2 separate regions of the Mus musculus genome follow, and region 1 is linked to region 2. A link is a contact called in public ChIA-PET data. All regions are on one chromosome and are shown on one strand. Each heading gives the region's core, a stretch centred on a gene start, on an enhancer-like site or on the middle of the called end of the contact. The rest is flanking DNA. Distances are from core to core; before and after follow the strand shown.

Region 1 (2,700 bases), core at 12-2,511, 390 kb after region 2:
CCCTTTTAAAGACTGAAGGTAGTATATTTTCTAAAATAGGAATCACCAAATTGTAGCCCACAGTGACTTTCTTACCATCAGCCTTATTCTGAACAATTTTTTAAATATTTTAAGATGTTTTAAAGGAAAAATAAGCAAGAGACCACAGATAATTTTCAAAGCCTATACTCCGTTCCCTTAAAAAATGGTTTTTCCAACCATTAGGAAATGTTGGAGTAGTGACCAAATAGATAACACATTATTGTTGTTGTTGTTAATTATTATTTTGCACCCTTTCATTTGCTGCTACAGCCATGAGTATGCTCAGGCTTCAGGAGGGGCTTGACTTTTTATATGGTCTCTGCTGAGGCAAAAAGGAGGTCTGGATGGACCCCAGCGAGACCAATGAGGTTGCCAGTGCCAGTCCTACCAGAAGATCTGGAAGCTGATCAAAGATGGGCTTTTATCATCTGTAAGCCTGTGACTGTCCATTCCAAGCTTGATAGCAGGGAAATACAGCTTGTGCGGGAGGAAGGGCACCTGTGTGAGCATAGCAGAATGCCTTTGTGTGAATGCCTGAGGAGAAGGTGGGGTGGGTGAGAAGGATGAAGATCCTGTCCTGGCTTCTTACAAGATACTGTGAACTAAAGATTGGCCACTGCATGTATCATAGCCTGCTGGAAATGTGTTTAAAAAACAATCAAACAAACAAACAAACAAACAAACAAACAAAGAAAAGGGGATTCTCACAACCAACCCTTGCCACATATACCTGTATATATATACCTGTAACAAGAAAAAAGAGGCCATGAATTTGAATGAGAGGTAGGGGACATATATGGGAAAAGTATATTTTAAATTAAAAAAAATTAAATTGTACAAAAAGAGTCCTTTTAAGGAGGATGATCCAGACCAAGAAATATAGCTCTCCTCTCTGTATTCAGAAAGTGGCCTTAGTAATATATAACATAAACCAGTCATTAAAACAAGTCTTAAAAAGATTTTTGAAACCAAAAGGAATAAGCCCAAAGATAAGAAACAATATAAGTAGTGAGTGAAGTATTAAGAACATTTTAGGAGTTAAAACAAATTTAAAGGCTTACTCAGTATTAGGGTTCAAGCCTTATAGAAAATGGCAATTATAAGGAATTAGTTAAGTCAAAAGAAGAAACTTACTTATTAACTCAAAACAGTTCATAGAAATAGATTGTCATGGCCATGATAGCTCTGTCACTTCAAGTTAACCATCGTGCTGAATGCAGTGACTGCTGTATTAGACAAGCCAGATAGGCAGGAAGCCTTCTAGGAAGAAGCAGAGAAAGCAAGGCTGGGCTGAGAGTTACACCAGTAGTCTTGAAAGAAAGAAACAAAAGCAGACACTACTTTTTCGTGTATTGAAAGGAGTCTACTTTGATTCTTGTCAACCATTTACTTAAATGTAATTTATAGGGTGCAAGAAGTTCTGAAGGTTTGTCCATCAGAGGAATAGCTCCACACAGACTTCAGCTTAAGTTGATGACGACTCTTGGGGGTGGGTATGGGGTGTCTGCTTATAGCTCACTTTTCTTACATTTTCAGTGGCATGCTTTTGGATCTGTTTTTCCTTTTTATGATATTTTTATATTTAAATTTTTTAATTTACTTATGTGTTTGTCTGTATGTGTGCCATGTATGTGCAGTACCCATGGATTCCAGAACTGGGCACTGGATCTTCTAGTGTTGGAGCGACAGGCAGTTGTGAGCCACCTGAGGAGGGTGCTGGGATTTGATCCTGGGTCGATCTGTGAGAGCAGTGAGTGCCTTTAACCTCTGAGCCATCCTTCCAGCCAAATAATAAATATTTGAAGGTTAATATAAGTTACTGTAGTGCTTTTGTTCTGAAAATGGTTTAGCCTTCAGATTGCTCAGTTATGGAGTATATAAATTAATGAGGTAATCTGTAAAGAGATTATTTTTATTTTCATCTCTCCATTCCCTTTCTGAGATTTAAGCTGTTGTAGCTGTCATCAGTGGAGAGGGTGAAGCTTGCCTCTGTATGTGTTTGTTCATGGCAAGTAACCCAGTGTTCTTTTACAGATGATCCTCTGGGACTGGGACTTGAAGCAGTGGTGTAAACCTCATTACCAGGTGAGTATGGACGATACTGATGTCCTCCAAAATCACTCATCCTTTAGGTAAAGCTACTCTCATAGGATTAGTGTATAATAAAATGTTCTTTATTTGAACGAAAAGTTAGAATCTTCATAGAAGTAGATTTGTAAAAGTTTATTAAATATAAAAGAAAAAGAAAATTAAATACGTAGTTGTTTTAAAAGTACTTCTAATATAATCATCGACCAAAATTAGTATCTTTTTAATAAAGATGAGTTTTTTTTGTTGTTGTTGTTTATTTTTTGGTTATGGGACACTGATGTACAAAGGAACAGATTTCAGGCCATATATAAAACACTAAATCAGCTGGTAAAACATTTTATTATAAGGGAAACAAAATGCTCTAATTTCATTTCTGAAAAATACTTCATACTGACTTGTAACATATGTACAGAAAAGTGTACAGTTGAGTGAGTGGATTTCCACAAGCTAAACCTCCCATTTAACTAGTACCATGTAACATCAGAGAGAATTGCTGTGGCCTCAGAGCCCCACCCACTGGATCCCCAGGGGGAATCCCTGTCCTGACTTCTAGTAATTGTTTCTTATTTTCTTTCACACTTTATATAT
Region 2 (2,700 bases), core at 26-2,525:
ACGGATCACAGATCAAAGGACTGGAGGAGGGATGCCGGAAAAAGCACTGTGCTTCCCATTCAAGCCCCGCTCTGCAGTTATTAAATAAGTGGCCCCTTTTGTTTTGGTTTGTTTTTTTTTTTTTCTTCCTTTGGTTTTTCAAGTCAGGGTTCCTCTGTGTAGCCCTGGCTGTCCTGGAACTCACTCTGTAGACCAGCCTGGCCTCGAACTCAGAAATCCACCTGCCTCTGCCTCCCAAGTGCTGGGACCAAAGGCGTGTGCCACCACTGCCCGGCAGCGGCCCCTTTTGTAAAAAGACAGAAATACATGCACAGTGACACTGAAATGTCAGGATTAGCCAACTCTACACTGGCTTCAACATCAGAAAATGTGAATTCAAATCAAATCTGTTGCCACTGCAGGATTTTGAGCAAGTACTAAACAACTGAGTGTGGGTTTCCCCCGATATGAAACGGAAATGATAAAGTAATTACAGATCAAGTAAGGCAACTCCTGTAACATACATGCAGCCAGGCTTGGTGACACACATCTTCTACCCCAGCACTCAAGAGGCAGAGGCAGGCAGACGTTATCTACAAGGGTTCCACACAGCCTAGTCTACATAGCAAGCTGCAGGCCAACCAGGGCTACATAGTAAAAAAACGTATCACAACATATAACAATGGAGTATTATATGGCTTTTCCTTTTACACTTTTATTGAAACCTACTAACACAGGTAAGTTAATAAATGAGAGGATGCAGGGCCACTACCCAGATACCAGCTACTTGCTTGGGATATCATCAAGTTTGTTACCCTCTTCAATGGCAATCACTTAATGGTTGTATATCAATATTTCACAACCGTAACATTAACTCATAACCCAAAATTACAAAGACCGCAGGGCTTGAATCTGTTACACAACACATACCGGGACCGGTCTAAGCAAACAGTGATTAGTGGTGGAGAAGTCATCCAATGTAACGATCGCGGGGATCCGCTTAAGTAATAGTCTAGAGTATGACAGGAGGGTAGGGAAAGGAATGTGGAGTATTCTGCGACAGGCAGAGAGGACAGCTGGGACAAAGCCGCTGGAGCAGCAGCTGTGCACCACGCACTGTCCATCCAAAACCAGAGACTCAAGTAACCCGCGTCAGACAGCTTCATCTGCCTAACGCTGCTTCCTGAAACCCTGCGCCACAGAGAAGCCTGAAGCAGGCACATCACAGACTGCAAGAAGACCACGGGAGCCTCCACGGTTAAAACTGAAAACGGAGATGTGCAGCCCAATCACAGTCGGCAGAGGTGCCTGCCCTATTTTCATACCTACTCAAGCAGTGTGTGCTGTCATCGGCCACAGGCCCAGGTGCTCGGCAGGCGGAGGCAGGACAGCTGGGGTCTGTGCTCCAAAAGCAGTCAAGGCAACAAGCACTGGGAGAGCCAATCTCACACATAAATAAAAGGGTTTGATTAATGAGCGGATGACCACAGAACCTCCCCGACTTCACAATGGTAAGGAACTCCAAGACTCAAGATGTGGTGAACTCTGAACTACTCAAACACAGCCCTCACCATTCCCACCCTGTTCTTAACGTCTTTAAGCAAAGCACTTGGGAGGCAGAGACAGTCCAGTCTGAGTTCGAGGCCAGCCTTATATACAGAGCAGGTTCCAGGACAGCGAAGGCTAGACAGAGACACCCTATCTCAAAACAAATAAACAAAAACAAAACAAACAAACAAAACCAACCTCCGCTTTAAATTCTGTTTCTATGTTCTTTATTTCAAAACCCCACAAACTTCTCCCTCAGTTAAGAGTCTCATCTGTAGCCCAGGCCAGCCTAAACTCCTGGTGATCCTTCTGCCTCAGCTAGGATCACACAGGCAAGTGCCATGATGACAGGCACCCTCTAAGGATAAACCCACTCGAGTTGAAGACAAGCCTGTGTGTACATGTACAAAAATGCTCACAGAAAGTTTAACGCAAACTCCTACCTCAGCTAGCTGCCACTTCTTCATTTCAGAAGCAAAAGACCTGAAATCACAAACTGCACAGTCACGTCTGTCTCCGTCATTTCTGAGCCATCAACATTCTGCCCTGTCACAAACCTTCCTTGAAGTTGGACGTGACTACCCACTCAAAGATCCTCTCCTTCCAGCCACGGCTGACTGTTCTAGTCTCAGCCACACGCCATGATGGAACCCAAAATAAGGCATTAGGAGAAAAACCCACCAAGAAATAAGGCAAAAGTAGCAACTTTCCAACTCCTTTCTCTCAAGGCTCTCTCGCATCGCTCAAATCAGAATTTCCAGAGAAATTAAGATATATAAGACTATCTTGTCCAAAGACCATTTGGGCTAAAGAAGACTATGTGTGGATCCACTACCATAACGTACTTATGTGTGTATGTACGTGTGCACGTGCATGTACACATACAGAGTTTCGCTGGAGGTCAGAGGACATGTCGTCTACCATATGGGTCTCTGATTGAACTCAAGTCTCATCAGGCTGGGCAGCAGGCACAGTTACCCCAGAGCCATATTGTCGACACATTTTTTTTATCTCTCTGAACCTGAAGCATGCCCTTTTGTCTACACAGCTAGCCAACAAGCCCCTGGGATCTATCTGTCTCTGTCCACCAGCTAGTTTAAAAGTGTACACTATTGTGTCTGGCTTTTATATGCATTCTGGAGAGCCAAACCTCAGGCATATATAGCAAACACT

Evidence for each region. ChIA-PET counts read pairs in DNA pulled down with a chosen protein or histone mark.
Region 1: a contact with region 2 is called in an RNA polymerase II ChIA-PET map of memory CD8 T cells, with 3 times the contacts expected there. The contact joins two enhancer-like sites. A contact is called at or near these places in 1 of 39 promoter capture datasets (pre-B cells), 2 of 484 Hi-C or Micro-C datasets (CD4 T cells and CD8 T cells), 2 of 115 datasets of contacts at active chromatin or transcription factors (large pre-B cells and memory CD8 T cells) and 2 of 9 other capture datasets (liver and pancreatic islet).

The regions. Positions count from the first base shown.
Region 1 is chr7:114,489,385-114,492,084 of GRCm38.p6, forward strand. Pde3b (phosphodiesterase 3B, cGMP-inhibited) reads left to right here. Exons shown (of 16, transcript NM_011055.2): 2 at 2,056-2,106. Among named protein-coding and RNA genes, the nearest start is that of Cyp2r1, 72 kb to the right of the region's middle. Within about 2 kb of position 1,262, at least 5 of the 459 cell types and tissues checked have an H3K27ac peak or open chromatin away from gene starts, as enhancers often do. A contact at or near this core is called in CD8 T cells and memory CD8 T cells, where this site is marked.
Region 2 is chr7:114,102,851-114,105,550 of GRCm38.p6, forward strand. All of the region lies in intron 1 of Rras2 (related RAS viral (r-ras) oncogene 2), which reads right to left. Among named protein-coding and RNA genes, the nearest start is that of Rras2, 14 kb to the right of the region's middle. Within about 2 kb of position 1,276, at least 58 of the 459 cell types and tissues checked have an H3K27ac peak or open chromatin away from gene starts, as enhancers often do. A contact at or near this core is called in CD8 T cells and memory CD8 T cells, where this site is marked.